Regions from separate parts of the Mus musculus genome. Here region 1 is linked to region 2. The links are chromatin contacts, called in public HiChIP or PLAC-seq maps. All regions are on one chromosome and are shown on one strand. Each heading gives the region's core, a stretch centred on a gene start, on an enhancer-like site or on the middle of the called end of the contact. The rest is flanking DNA. Distances are from core to core; before and after follow the strand shown.

Region 1 (7,703 bases), core at 1,111-3,610, 170 kb after region 2:
GGGCAGGCGGTGAGGGGGAGATGGAGAGAGGCGCGCACGAGGCCTCTGCGGGAGCAGATTCCCCGCTTGCTCGCCTCGCTGCTCGGGGCCTTGGGCCTCCCCCGGGGGGCCTCCGGGGGCCTTTGGCTGCGGCCTGGGCGCGCTCGCTCACCCTCTCCGGGAGGGCCATGGCTTGGGTGGGGCGGCCTCCCGAGACTCAGCATCCCGCTCCTGCCGCAGCGGGAGCCGACAGAACTTAGCGACTTTGCCACTATGGCTTCCCGAGGGCCAGGGTTGGGAACGAAGGGGGGTGGGGGGAGGGTGGGATTCCTTCGAGTCCGCGGCCAGCGTCGGATGTGGAAAGTTCACACTTTGTTTCCAGGCCTTTGTTAGTATTTTTTTTTAAGTGAAGGCAAAAGAAATAGAGAAATACTTTAAAAGAACACCCAGCAGCTGTTGGCTTCAAAAACTGCAGCCCAAGGATTCGTGGCACGCAAAACCGTCTGTTACAGAGGAACAACTTAATCGCGACTTTGCCTCGCGCTCGCTGAAAGTGAGGCCCTCTTGAGGGAGGGCTTCGATGGAGCTGGCGGTCGTCTCAAATGGGTGGGGCATTAGAGACTTCGAAGTGTTTAACAGTGACCCTTTCAGATTGTGTGTGTGCGCGCCTGCGCGTGCGCGCCTGCCTGTGTGTGTGCCTGTGTGTGCCTGTGTGAATCCAATCTCCGGGTTTCTGTTACTTAATCTAGTGGTCACATGTGCATTTTATCAAGATTGGGCTCAATTAGCTAGAAATTCCTAACCCCCCCAATTTTTTATTCCTTTCTCAGGTACCTCCAAACACTATTGTAATGGCGCCCTCCAATTTTTCCCCGTTTCCCTAAGAGCTTTTTGTTTATCTATAGTGGGCGCTTCATTAAGATAATTATTGCAACATATTTTGAAAACGTTTGTGTGTTCACACCCGTGCGTGTGTGCCTGTGTGTGCGTGTATGTATTGTGGTTGGAATTTAATTTTTTAGGCAATCCTGTTTTTTTTTTTTTTTTTTTTTTTTTTAAACATTGGTGGACTGGAGGACATATTAAATGAACTAAGCCCGGCCTAGAGAGAGGTTACTTGAGATCTCATGGGGAATCTAGAAAGTTGCTATTATAAAAGTTGTTAGTAAAGGGTCTGAAGAGGTGGCTCGGTGGCCGAGCTCTTGTAAAGGACCAGTGTACAGCCCCATGGTGGGGCCCCTCATAACAGTAATTCCAGCTCTGGATCTCTGTGGCACCAGCACACATGGCATACATTCACTCTCTCTCTCTCTCTCTCTCTCACTCACACACACACACACACACACACACACACACACACGAGTACATTACTGGAGCTGGGGAGAGCAGTTGGGGAAGAGAGGCCAAAGCAAAGGCCAGTGAGAGTACTGAGTCACAGTAGCTGTAAGCTCTGCTGGGCTGTTAAATGCACGGTGGGCTGAATGCTTATATACTTTGGAATGCTACAAGATGGGCTGTAGAGAGGACTTAGTTAAGAGCATTTGGTCTTTCAGAGAACTTAGGTTTGGTTCCCAGCACTCACATGGTGGTTTACAGTCCTCAGAAATGATGCCCTCTTCTGACCTCTGTGGAAGTCAGCTATAGACATGGTGCACATAAGCACATGCAGCAAGACACACACTAAATAAACAAACAAACCAACCAACCTTTAGAAAAAAGCCCAGTTCTCAGGTAACATTTAGAATATGGTAACAGGCAGATACAGAAGGTTCTAGGTACTCAGAAGCAGCCCTCCCCCTCCTCTAGCCAGGGGTGACGGTCTGCGCAGTGCCCACTATTTCATAGGAGTCAGGAGTTACTGTTGCCCTGTGGCTAGGATGCCTTTCCTCTACCCTGCCTGCTGCATACCCACTCAATTTGGAAGATCTCAAGTTGGTATCCTACTCTGGCCTTGGGCTTCTGGCTGGCTCGTCCAGCTACCTCTTCCAGCAGAGCTAGCTGGTCACAGACTAAATAATGTTAAAGTTATCTTTCTCTGTCTCTTTTCTCCCTCTTGGCCCAGTATCTGTTTTCCAGATTGTCCTTTTCATCTGCCCAGCTGAAATAAAGAAAGATCTGTGTGGCCGCTAGTGGGTGCGCAGCAGCAGCTGGGGCTCGGAGCTCCCTCTGTAGTAAGGACTAACTGAACTTAGTGAAGGATCTATACTTCTGAAGAGCTTATGATCCGGGGCCTGTTACATTCCCATGATAAAGGTTTAGATGTGGGTTCTGGGACTCAAATTTTTCTCCCCTCTTTCTGTGTCTACTTTGTGCTCACTAAGGGAGAGAGGCAGGAAGACAGATAGGGTTGTGAGCGTCTTCCACTGCGGGGCTAATTGGGTTATTAATATTCACTCAGCAGACGTTCATTAATGTTCTGTGTGCCGTGTGCCAAGCACCAGGGATACAGAGGATAAAAGACCAGCCTCCAAGGAGCTCACTGTCTGGTGAACAAGCTAGAAATGGCTCGTTTGCTGGTTGCAGCTGGAAGCTCATTCCTCTCATTGGGCATTTATTTATTTATTTATTTTCTGGTTTATCACAGAACCAAATGGCAGCTTGGAACACAGCCCACCCCACACACACCCAAATACCACATGCCCCCCCCCCCACACCACGAACACTACTACACACGTACACATCACACACACATACATACATACCACAACACCCCCCACCCCCATACACATTTTGTTCTTTATTTAAAGATGGAAACATGGCGGCTGTGTCATCTCTTGAGCTCAGACTAGTCAGAGTAGGCAGCCTGCTGCTGTTGATTAAAAGTGTTTGGACTGGGGTGTGGTTTAGTTGGTTGAGTGCTTGCCTAGTGTGTCTGAAGCCATGGTTGAATATCCTGCATTGCGTACAACGGATGTGTTAGCCCATGCTTTTAATACCAGCACCTGGGAGACAGGCAAGAGGAATTCTGTGAGTTCGAGGTCAGTATCATCTACATAGCAAGGTCCTGAACAGCTAGGGTTACATAATGAGACCTCTCAGAGGGGGGAAAAAAAAAGGTCAAAGGTCATGTAGCAGTACGTCAGAGCACACATCTGTCATGGCAAGTGGAAACGGAGGGCCAGAGGCATGAGCGCCTGACTAAGACCAACCAGAGCTGTGCTGTGAGCGCCTGTCTCCAAAAGAAGGAAATGGATTCAAACAAATCTGAAACAAGGAGAAAGATGAATAGAAATGGCACAGAATGTAGAGAATTGTGGCTTAATCTTACAGAGCGATTAGGACTCACTGGGTGATGTGACGGAGGGTATTAAAGCATGCTGAAATTGGATCTAATACCTGCCCCCTTTTGGATGAGTTTTAGTTTTTTGGGTTTTTTTTTTTTTTGGTTTTTTTGAGACAGGGTTTCTCTGTGTAGCCCTGGCTGTCTTTGAACTCACTCTGTAGACCAGGCTGGCCTCGAACTCAGAAATCCGCCTGCCTCTGTCTCCCGAGTCCTGGGATTAAAGGCGTGTGCCACCACGCCCGGCTTGAGTTTTAGTTCTTTTATGTATAGCCTATGGAAAGAGATTCTGTTTGCAGAAATTTTACTATTAGGACATTAGCTAAATGAAGAAGTGTAATATAATTTACATGGTTTGCTCTGGTGGCCACTTAGGATTAACTACAGAAAATAACTCATTCCTTTTGCTTTTTTTGAAACAGGGTCTCGCTGTATAACCTGGAGAACTCTGTAGATCAGGCTGGCCGGGAACTCAGAGAGCTGCCTGCCTGCTTGCTGTGAGATTAGAGGTGCTAGGCATTGTCCCCAGAGAAAGATGAAAGAAAGGATGAGAGGAAGGATGTGGGCCTGGGGGTTATTACCTGTTGTCCTCCCAGGGCACTGCCGACTCTTTTTTTTTTTTTTTTTTTTTTTTTAAAGATTTATTTATTTATTTATTATATGTAAGTACACTGTAGCTGTCTTCAGACGCACCAGAAGAGGGCATCAGATCTCATTACGGGTGGTTGTGAGCCACCATGTGGTTGCTGGGATTTGAACTCTGGACCTCCGGAAGAGCAGTCGGGTGCTCTTACCCACTGAGCCATCTTATCAGCCAGGCACTGCCCACTCTTTAGAGGCTGGGAGGCTGGAGACTTTTCCCAGTTAGAGTTGTGAGAAGTAGGTTTCCTATTAAGATGCACTCACTGAAGATGGGGGGGGATAAAAAAGAGGGGTATCGCTTTGGCTTTTTCTGCTGATAAGCATACATGTATGCAGGTTGAATTTTTCTACAATTTTTTCTACAGTTTTGATGACTGCAGAGAAGCCTCAGTAGTTAGGAGCGCTTACTGTTTGTGTAGAAGACCTGAGTTCAGTTTCTAGCACTCACTAGGCAGCACACACACAAGCCTGTTACTTGAACTTGGAGGATCCCCTCACTCTGCTGGCCTCCACAGAGCCCCACACACAGATGCACACGCACACACACACACACACACAGAGACACAAGCATCTAATTAAAAATAATGAAGGGAAACCATGACAAAAAAGAGTGCCAATGTCTGAGGCTGGATTTGTAGCTTAGTTGGTGAAGTGCTTGTCTAGCAAGAGCACTGGGTTTATGGGTGTGGTGGTGCATACCGGAATCCCGTATCTGGAAATGGAGGGGTGGGGTTAAGGTTCAAGATGCTCCTGGCTACATGTATGAATGCAGAGCATCCTGTATGTGGGCATATACTCTACTAACTTAGCTATGTCCCTAGCCCTGAATCTTTCCTACTTAAATTCATAGAAATATTAAGGAATTCTTCTGAAAATCTTTCTGAGATTTAACAAATTACATTTATTTACTTGTTTGTGCGCACGCATGTGTATGTATTCGTGTGCCATGGTGCATGAATGGAAGTTAGAAGCAGCTTTTAGGAATCCTCTGTCTATCATGTGGGTCTCAGGAATTGAACTTGAGTCACCAGACTTGTCAGCAAGTGCGGGTGGGGAGGTGTGGGGGGAAGGGACATGGAGCCATTTTGCTGACACACTCTTGTGAACATTTATTATTTATTTATTTAAGACAGGTTTTTCCTCTGTGTAGCCCTGGCTATCCTGGAACTCACTTTGTAGACCAGGCTGGCCTCAAACTCAAAAATCTGCCTACCTCTGTATCCTAAGTGCTGGGATTAAAGGCGTGCGCCACCACCGCCCGGCTTCTTGTGAACTTTTTTTAATTTTATTTTTTCAAGACAGAGTTTCTCTCTGAACTACTGTCACCCAGTGAATTTTGTTTCTTTCTTTCTTTTTTTTTAAGATTTATTTATTATATGTAAGTACACTGTAGCTGTCTTCAGACACTCCAGAAGAGGGAGTCAGATCTCGTTACGGATGGTTGTGAGCCACCATGTGGTTGCTGGGATTTGAACTCCGGACCTTTGGAAGGGCAGTCGGGTGCTCTTACCCGCTGAGCCATCTCTCCAGCCCGAATTTTGTTTCTTATGCTTGTTGTGTAAGATAGTAATTGGGTGCCATTGTTAATGTTGTCTTTTTACATTTCAATATGGACTCTAGTCATTTAATAAGACCACAAAAATATAAGGAGTTGGAGGTTGGAATTATATTGGATTTATATATTACTTTGGAGAAAATAGGCAACTTATTAAAATTTTTCATCAACAAGCACAGAGAATGTCTTCATTTATTAGTTCTCTAATGTCCTTCAACAGTGTTTTTAATATTATCAGTTGAAGTTTGTTTATTTTGTTTCTGTATCTTGTACAATTTTAAACATATGTATGTGGAAAAATATGTATATTGAGACAGGATCCTACTGTGTAGCACCGGCTACCTTGGAACTCATTATATAGTCCAGAGATCTATCTGCTGGCTTCTAACTCCTGAGTGCTGGCATTAAAACTATGTACAAATAGTAGGGGAAGGCTCTTAATGAGGAATTATCTGAATCAGGTTGGTCTGTGAACAGATGTGTGGGGGTTGTCTTTTTTTTTTTTTTTTTAGATTTATTTATTTTATTAATGTAAGTACACTGTAGCTGTCTTCAGACACTCCAGAAGAGGGAGTCAGATCTTGTTACAGATGGTTGTGAGCCACCATGTGGTTGCTGGGATTTGAACTCCTGACCTTCGGAAGAGCAGTCGGGTACTCTTACCCACTGAGCCATCTCACCAGCCCGTGGGGGTTGTCTTGATGGTTACTTCATATAAGAAGACCCAGTTTATTGTGAGTGGCACTCAGCTCAAGTAACTTATTCTCACCTGTCTTAGTGTCTTATTGTCTGAGAGACACTATGACCAACAGTGAGGTGGGGAGGAAGGGCTTTACTTAGCTTACATTGGCCACATTGTGGTCCATCATTGAAGGATTTAGAGCAGGAACTCTAGGTTTTGCAGGTACCTGGAGGCAGAAGCTACTGTAGAGCCCACTTACTGGCTCGTCATTCATTGCTTGCTCAGCCTGCCTTAAAGCACCCAAGTCTACCAGCATAGAGGTTGCCTGGCCCTCTCACATCAATCACTAATTACAAATACTAGTTTACAGTCCAGTCTTGGGACATTTTCTGCCTATATTGAGGTTCCTTCTCTCATGACAATAGCTGTGTCAAGTTCACATATAACTAGCCAGCACAGTTAGCATGAGTCTATAAAAAGAGAATGAACACAGTATTACCAGGCTGTGCACTGAGTTTACGGAAGCTTGCATTATACTGAACTGTCTTACAGACATTTTAGGCAGGGGTTCCAAACAATGTAAGAGGAAAGCTGACTGATGGGCAGCAAGCCTCTGCTCGTGACTGAGTATATATGAGAGCTGCTTCAATTCTTGCCTTGATTTCCCTGTATAGCCCCAGCTGTCCTGGAACTCAAATCCACCTGCCTCTGCCTCCCAAGTGCTGGGATTAAGTGCGCCGCCTGGCGGACTGAATGTTTTTAAGCCAAATCCCCAAGGTTGCTTTTTATTGGAATATTTTCCCCAGTATCTGAAATGAATCCAGAATACCTACCCTTTTTTGATTTAAACGATTTATAATCTGTAGGTTAAGAGTGCGTACAACAGTGTAGTCCACAGCTTGGAGACATTACCTACATTTGCACAGACTCACATCCAACTTTTTATTTGCTGAGCCACTTGAGAATAAGTTACAGAATTTGTGCCATTTTCTGCTGAATACTTTGTTATTCATCACTTTAGAAAGTATAATATTTTTATTATTTTGTTGAGAATTTCACAACAATGTATTTATTTTTTTAAATTATGGGTATGGGAGTTTTGCCTGGATAAGACAGAAGATGGTGGCGGATCCCCCGGAAGTGATGTTACAGATACTTGTGAGCCTCCATGTGGATGCTGGGAGTTGAATCCGAATTCCCTGGAAGAGGAGCACGTGCTGTTCACTGCTGATCCGTACCTGGAGCTCCACAACGTATGTTTTTAAATTCTTATTTATGCGTATGGGTGTTTTGTTTGTATGTATGCCTTTATATGGTGTGTATTCCTAGTGTCCATAGAGACTGGAAGAGGGCCTCTTCAGACCTTAGACCTGGACTTAGAGATGGTTGTGAGCCCCCGTGTAGGTGCTAGGAATTGAATCCAGATCCTTTGGAAGAACAGCTAATGCTTTAAACTGCTGAGCTATTTCTCAACCCCCCAAATTAATGAATTTCCTTTGAGGCAGGATCTCATAATAGCCCTGACTAGCCTGGAACTTGCTATGTAAACCACGCTGGTCTTGAAT
Region 2 (7,771 bases), core at 3,035-5,534:
TCTGAAGACAGCTATAGTGTACTTACATATGATAAATAAATACATCTTTAAAAAAATTGACTGTGAAGAATGGCTCAGCTACTAAGAGCAGCTAGAACACATTAGAACTCTATGGTACTTCTATTTTGGTACTGGAAAAGATTACCGCAGTAATGTTCTTGTTGTTGGCTATGTGGTTGTAGCATCGGGCTAGAAACCATCCCTGTTCACACACTCTTGTTTATTGTCACCCAGTGAGCTGATCATTGATGCTTTGGGTATTTTTAATATGCATGTTATGCATTAGATTTAAAGTTAAAAATTAGCACTCACAGGGGGAAACTGTACATCTACTTACTATTACTTCCTCAGCTTGTCGAACCAGATCAGCAGTTTTTGCCTCCAATTCTTCATTTAAACGCCTAAAAGCAGAAAATAATGTGATAGTTGGGTTATACTCAAATTGTAACAAAAATAAAAGTAATTATATTTGGGCAAGTACATTATAATCAATGCATGCCAAAACACACAACATTTTTATTCTAAAATAAACCCAGCTACTAGAACGCGCTGCCTCTTCCTACTTCCGGTAGGATGGCAGTACTGCCCTGCCTGTCATGGCCCTTCACTAATGTCTTCTGAAGTAAGTCATCAGACTAGCAAGTTAGGCAAGAGAAACTGGGTAATTTCAACTCAGCTCCAGGACTAACCACTGGAGAACACAAATTCCAACCATGAGTCTTTAGAGACAGGAGGGGGGGTGAGGGGTAGGGCTGCTCTTCTGATGATGACTAGGGTGGCCAGAATCACAGAAGCCTACATGGACTAGGGTGCTACTCTGTTTGGGGAGCCAGCTTACAACTCAGCCACACACTTCACTACCAATATCATCATAAATGTGGGACTAATTTGGCCTCCATTTGCACTCTAACAAAAAGCATGAATGATTATAAGGAAAATGTTTGAAAGGGGAAGTTATCATTTAACCTGTTTTATTTTTAATCTTTCCTCCCAACTGTTATCTATAACACACACACAAGTTTGTATTTACCCAGAAACAGGAAATATATTTATCTTCACATGGTCAGCATCTTAACTGGGTTCACAACAGTCCAGAGAGCACATTTAGCCTAGTGCATTACATTCTATTCCTGTCTATTTCCCTTTTAAAGATTCACACTATGATATATGTCTTTTTCTCCTATTGAAGGATCCCATTTCCAACCATGGCTGAAATTCTGTCAAGGAGTTCTCAGGAAGGCTCATTGGCCCATAATTCTAAAGTAACAGGAGAATCTAACCCCTAACCTAAGGAAGAGGGGGAGGGGAGGACAGATAGCACCACATCCTTTCTTAAAACAGTCTCACCTGCAAGAATTACTTGGTTAAAAGAGAAGTATCTAAGAAACAGATTTACTATACTTAAAGTGACTTTCAATTGTTTCCTAGAATAATCAGGAGGACTTAAATTGAAACTTAAGAGTCAATGCAGGTCAACCAAGAGGATTAAGCCTATTTTTCTACTCTAAATTCATTAAAATGAGAGATAAAATGTAATGGTAGAAATAATCACTAACCTCAAGCTCAAAGGAAATGGCCTCGAATTAAGAATGACTCAAAATTCTACGAGAGCGCCACACAGAGGAATAGAAGCCACAACACCCCAGCAGTGAGAACTCAGTGTGCATGTGAGTCAAGTGGCCATAAAGACTCTGCCCACAACCTCAGGTGATGAGGTGGAGAAGGACTACCCTGGAGTTCAAACACATGGAGGAGGGGTCCAGGCGGTTCAGAGTCAGGCTGCCAACCTTCATCCAACTTTAGTGCAGAAGAGAGGTAAGCCAGTAGGAGAAACTCACAGCCAGGCTACGAGGACATTTTCTCATCTAGAAGGTAAGGGCTCTGAAACCTAGCCCTGCCGAAGACGGCTTTAAAAGAATAACACATCCCATTAGCCACCAGGGAGAACAGGCAGGCACAAGAAGGGAGAGGAGGGATTTACACCATAAAAGACAGAGAGAAACACATTAAAAATTTGTAATCAGAATTCTAACTTGAAAAAGGGGAAAGGAGAAGGGACAGACTGTTATGGTTTGAAAGTTAACTTCCCCCGGGGGGGTTCCCAGCCTGTGGTGCTGTTAGGGAGGTGTAGCTTTTGGAGTAGGGTACCAGGAGAGGTCTCTTAGCCTTACAGTCCAGCCTCACTTCCTGCCTGAACTCTGTGTTTCCTGACCTACCGAGGTGCCCTGCCTGCCATAAACTCCTCTGCCATGTGGAGTTTATGACCTGAATTAAAGTGTGGAGAAAAGTTTACATAAAAAAAAAAATTTTTTTTTTTTTTTGGTTTTTTGAAACAGGGTTTCTCTGTATAGCCCTGGCTGTTCTGGAACTCACTTTGTAGACCAGGCTGGCCTCAAACTCAGAAATCCACCTGCCTCTGCATCCCAAGTACTGGGATTAAAGGCGTGCACCAACACGCCCGGCTACATCAAAATTTTTAAAAATTACATTTAGTCAAGTTAGAAATCAAAGCAAACAACTTTTTAGAGCCTATTTTAAAAGGGATCTATCTACCCAATTCCTGGAGCAAACCTAAAATAAAATAATGAATTATTAATGTGAGCTCTTCAAAATTACAGCTGCTTGTGGTTACTGTTTGTATTTCACTTTTCATTGTCATAAACAGGGAAAAAGGCATACACAGAAGACACACTATCAAAATTAGCAGATGGTGGTCTCCACCAGCATTCACAGGGCTCTACAGCATGAACCACAGCAGAGCAGTGCTGAAGGTCTTCACACTACTGAAATGCGTATCTTCTTCTTGTTGTACCTGAAACAAGCTAGTTTAAATGCTTTCAATTTTAAAAGTTAAAATATACTTAAAAAAAAAAATAAGCGAAGCCGGGCCATGGTGGCCCACGCCTTTAATCCCAGCACTTGGGAGGCAGAGGCAGGTGGATTTCTGAGTTCGAGGCCAGCCTGGTCTACAGAGTGAGTTCCAGGACAGCCAGGGCTACACAGAGAGACCCTGTCTGGAAAAACCAAAAAAAAAAAAAAAAAAAAGGGTAAATAAAATGGCAAATAAAGCAGACATAATCTCTGCCCTAGTGGAGTTCAGAGTCCAGGAGAGGCGGCAGAATATAGAAAAGTAAACTATTGCTGGGTATGGTGGTGCATGCCTTTAATGCCAACACTCTAGAGGCTGAGCAGATAGGAGCTCTGTGAGGTCCAGGACAGCCACAGCTGTGTCGTGACCCTGTCTCGGGGAGAAAAAAAAGCCATCATGTGAGTTTATTTTAACAAAATATGCTAATTGCAAAAAAAATTATTAAACAACTAGGGCCCTGATCAGCACTGTCAGAGGCCCCTCTGAGTTTTACAGTCCGAAGGCAAGTGTGATTCCCTCGAAAAGAGAGGAAAGAAAGACCCACGTCCCTTGTGACCGAAGAGTTCCACACTATGTAAGAGCCGACACGCAGGTTAAATGAAAGTGCCAGAGTTGCCAAAACTTTGCAGGGGCAATGACAACAACTAAATGCAGTTCCAAGCAGTGCAATGAAACGAAAATGAAAAGATCGTTCTGGCCTCTGCAAGAAACTTGGGGAAGGGCAGTGGGGGTAGGCAGACATCGTGAAGCCTGTGTTTTCAAGAGCTTTGTAATTGTCAGAGAACAAGACAAGGAAGGGATATCATTCTTCTACACACACACACACACACACACACACACACACACACACACACACACACACACAGGACCCCACTATAGACAGGAGCTTTTCATTTGGAAAACAAGCCTCCAAGAAATTTGTGCAAAGTAAACTCTAGTACTTTGAGAATCCTCAAAATCTGGGGATTTCCCTCTCGGCGGCAATTCCTGTGCTCCAAGCCACTTCCATGTGAACCCTCCTGCCTTCCAACACGGTTGTGGACTACAGTTTTGCCCCTACAAATATTTTCTCAGGCTACTACTGTGAAAGAGCCAAGGCTAAGGGGTAATGAGGAGAAAGAGAGGGTCCCTATATGCAGCCAACCTGCAGGAAAGGCACCCCAGTAACCGCCCTGGAAATATGAGGGATGCTCACTTGTACTCTTGTTCCCGGGCGAGGAGGTCCCGTCCAGCTGCAAGCTGCCCGCGCGACTGGGTACCTGCAGAACCGCGTCTCTGCAGACAGAGTTGCAGAGCTCAAGTTCAAGAGAGTCCGGTGTCCGTCCGTCCCGCCCGCCAGCCCGCAGCCCAACCACTGGTCAGTAGTCTGGGGTTGAACTCACCGGCACTCTAACACTTCGCCCCGCCATCTTTACCAACCCCGGGGCGATGCGGTTGCCGTGGTGACCGTACATCTTCCCGCGAGAGTTCTCAGGTCTCGGGCAGCCTCCCGCCAAAGGGCAGCCTCTTCTGTCTCCACCTCGAACAGCTTTTGCATAGGCTTTGACCAGCAGCTCCTGGGTTCCCTTCACCCATTGAGACTAGCGCTTTAATCCACAAACCTGCGAGTCCTCTGCCTGGAGATGGAAGGGTTTCAGAGCCCACCACGCAGACAACACGCAAGTATAAGCCCCTTTCTGGGAGTGTTTCTCCAGCCCAGTAGGCCAATCCCACTCACAGTAGTTTTTGCTAAAATGGATTTTTCAGTGCCGTTCTATACTTCTGATTGTGAATATTTACTCACGCCACGGCTAAGAGCTCAGGCAGTCAATTTTGGCGCATGTTTGAGTCCAGACATACCATTCACAGATATAAACCACTTCCTCTGCAAGGCAGGACTAAGAATAGCATCAACAGCACCTAGTAACTGAGATGTAAATGATCTCATGCTTAAGACCCAGGGCAACACAGGGCAGCATCTGATTGTTTGGGGATGAAACTGAGAGTCTAGAAATAAGCCTTCCCATTTAAAGGACGCCAAGGTCATTCAAGAGGAATAGAGGGTTCTGCACCAATGGGAGGCAATTGCATGTCCCCACATAAAAGAACAAAGTACGGTTGATATTTCACACCAGATTCAAAAAGGAATTCCACATCATAGCTAAATGAAAACCTATCCATAAGCACCATGTGTGTGAACTGTCTGAATTCGGAGATTTTTTTTTTTTTTTTTTTTGCTATGCCCCCAGAAAAATAAGCAACTGTCTGAACAACATATAAAGAACGATTAGAATAAAAAAAGAAAAACACTAAGGAGCCGGGCATGGTTGTGCATGCCTTTAATCCCAGCACTCAGGGAGGCAGAGGCAGGCAGATTTCTTAGTTCCAGGCCAGCCTGGTCTACAAAGTGAGTTCCAGGACAGCCAGGGCTACACAGAGAAAGCCTGTCTTGAAAAACAAAAAACAAAACAAAACAAAAAAACCACTAAGGGGCCTTTTATAGGCATTTATCCAAAGACAATACACAGATAACTAAAACATATAAAAAGATGCTCAGTAGTGTGGGTCTTCAGATAGATGAAACCCAAAACCAGTGTAAGATACCCTCTCCTACGCACTAAGGTCACTGTAACTAAAAGGAGACAGGAACAAATGAGGGACTATGTGGAGATATTTGAGCCTTGTGCTGTCAGTGATCATGTAGTAGCTATGTAGATAATCTATTAATTCTTTTATTAATAGATTGGTATTGGTGGCACATCCCCCTAAATTTATTAAAAATCAGTGAATAGTACACTTTATGTGCAGTGAATGGTAAATATGTGAATAAATCAAAATGTTAAAGCATTTTTAAATGAGTTATTTTTAAAGTTAGAGGCTAGAGAAAGGCAGGCCATGCTTAACACTAACCAAAATTAAGCTACAGTATCCAATTCACTTTAAACAAGATGATTTCAGAAAAATTATTAAGAACAAAGAGGAACATTATATAGGGAGGAAAACCTTAATTCTTCAAGGAGAATTAGATTAGAATGCTAATCCTTAGCATTCATTTGCCTAATGCAGAATTGTCAAGCTGTAGTCAGTAAGACTACAAACCGCAAGGGGAAGCTGTCATACCAGTACTGCAGATGGCAACTCCAACATGCCTCTTACAGTAAGGGGCAGGTCACGTGACAGAACACCAGTACAGACACAGGGATCCTAAACAGCACCAGCAACCATCTTTTAAGTCTATCAGCACTTATAAAAAACTCATGCAAAGTCAGCAGAACATTCCCTCTTCACAAAGCCATTGGGATGAGGGAGGCTCTTCTTTAAAAGTAGAAAAATTCTGGGCTGCTTTAACAAGTATTACTAATTGGCGGCTGAAGACAACACAAATGTCTCATAGTCCTAGGGGTGAGATGTAAGCGAAATCCTGGTCTTGGCAGGGACATGTCCTTTTCGAAGCCTGTAAGCAGCGAGGAACATTACTGGCCTCTTTCTAGTTTCTACCTGTGACTCTCACTGATTTGGCTCCCTTGGCTTGATCTCTCCACACACTCTCTCTTCTGCTGGAGACCCAGGCCCCAAATCCCAGTGGAGTTTGTTTTTAGAAAACTAGGGCAGTTGTGCAGCTGCTTGCATTCATGACCTTCTAACCATTTTCATGCCTGGTAGGTTAATCGGCTCTCTCTCCCCCATTTCCCTCCATGTTGGGCATGTTTTTACATGTTTCCATGTGTGTGTGCATGCACATGTGGGTGTCTATGCACATGGGTGCACATGTTTATAGAGGCCCAAGGCTGTCCTGAATCATACACTTTCATCTCATTCACTGAGGCAGGGACTCTCAATCAAATCCAGAGCTTGCTGGTACAATCTTGCTGGCCAGCTTGCTCTGGGGGATAATTGTCCATGAGACTGGAATTACAGGCAGGCTGCCACACCTCCCCAGCATTCACGTGGGTTCTGAGGGTCTGAACTTTGGTCCTCAAGCTTCTAGAAAGTGCTTTAACCATTTAACTATCTCCCCAGTCCCTTGGGGCCCTCTAGAGAAGCAGTATAATGGAAAAGTAGGTAGGAAGACAGACAGACAGACATGAAATTGGCCTAATCAGGTTCTGTATGGTCCCATGGTGACTATCTATAGGCCAAAGAGCTAGAGGTGCTTAGTCTCAGAAGCTAGAAGCCTCAGAAAAAAGAAACCACTGAAACTCTGGAGATGCTGGTGTGAGTTCAAGTTCAAAGGTACACTAGTGATGGCAGCAACCAAGTCCAGGTTCATTCAGGAGAAATCAAGCTTGCACTCATTCACTGGCCATTCCCTACTTCCAGATGAAGTAGGAAGTACCATCCTCAGGTGGGATTTTGACCCTCCAGTTGCTGACTTATTTACCAGATGTCTTTGGATACACCCTCATGGCCGCAACAAAAACTACCTGATCCTGCCCAGAAAATATTTTCCTTCTTCATAGAAACTTTTTTTAATTTATTTTTTATTTATTTTATGGGTATGCATATTTTGCCTGGATGGATGGATGGATGGATGGATGGATGGATTTTGTGCAGTACCTAAAGAAGCCAGAAGAGGACATTTGGTTACCTGGAGCTGGAGTTATAGTTGGATGTGAGCTTCCTGATGTGGGTCCTGGGAACAGAGTCTGGGTGCTGTGCAAGAACACCAAGGCTCTTAACTGCTGAGCTATCTTTCTAGCCCCACACCATGAAACTTTAAAGAGAAGTACTTCTAGGAGGAGGAAGAGAAAGCAAGCAGAGTGGCTCATCCACTATAATAATTTTGGTGCCATCTCAAATAATTTTTGTAAAGCTGCAATACAAATAAAGTAAACCACAATTACCCATAATGTGACCCATAATTATTCCACATAGCTCACACAATTAACACGAGGGGAACAAGTTGAGAAGCCCTTAAAATGG

What was found. HiChIP or PLAC-seq counts read pairs in DNA pulled down with a chosen protein or histone mark.
Region 1: an H3K4me3 HiChIP or PLAC-seq map of forebrain shows a contact between it and region 2, with 3 times the contacts expected there. The contact joins the enhancer-like site here to the promoter of Tex9 in region 2. A contact is called at or near these places in 2 of 39 promoter capture datasets (macrophages and neural stem cells), 3 of 484 Hi-C or Micro-C datasets (the G1E-ER4 cell line, embryonic stem cells and palatal mesenchyme), 8 of 115 datasets of contacts at active chromatin or transcription factors (the 230-238 cell line, effector CD8 T cells, embryonic forebrain and 5 more) and 4 of 9 other capture datasets (adipose tissue, liver, macrophages and 1 more).

What each region holds. Positions count from the first base shown.
Region 1 is chr9:72,662,726-72,670,428 of GRCm38.p6, forward strand. It overlaps a transcript of Nedd4 not described here. Among named protein-coding and RNA genes, the nearest start is that of Nedd4, 27 kb to the right of the region's middle. Within about 2 kb of position 2,361, at least 20 of the 459 cell types and tissues checked have an H3K27ac peak or open chromatin away from gene starts, as enhancers often do. A contact at or near this core is called in the G1E-ER4 cell line, forebrain and pancreatic islet, where this site is marked.
Region 2 is chr9:72,487,675-72,495,445 of GRCm38.p6, forward strand. It overlaps Tex9 (testis expressed gene 9), which reads right to left and starts at 4,285. Exons shown (of 12, transcript NM_009359.4): 1 at 4,252-4,285; 2 at 4,065-4,144; 3 at 338-401. The coding sequence starts at 4,278. Gm33004 (a long non-coding RNA gene) reads left to right here and starts at 1,635. Exons shown (of 3, transcript XR_379620.4): 1 at 1,635-1,815.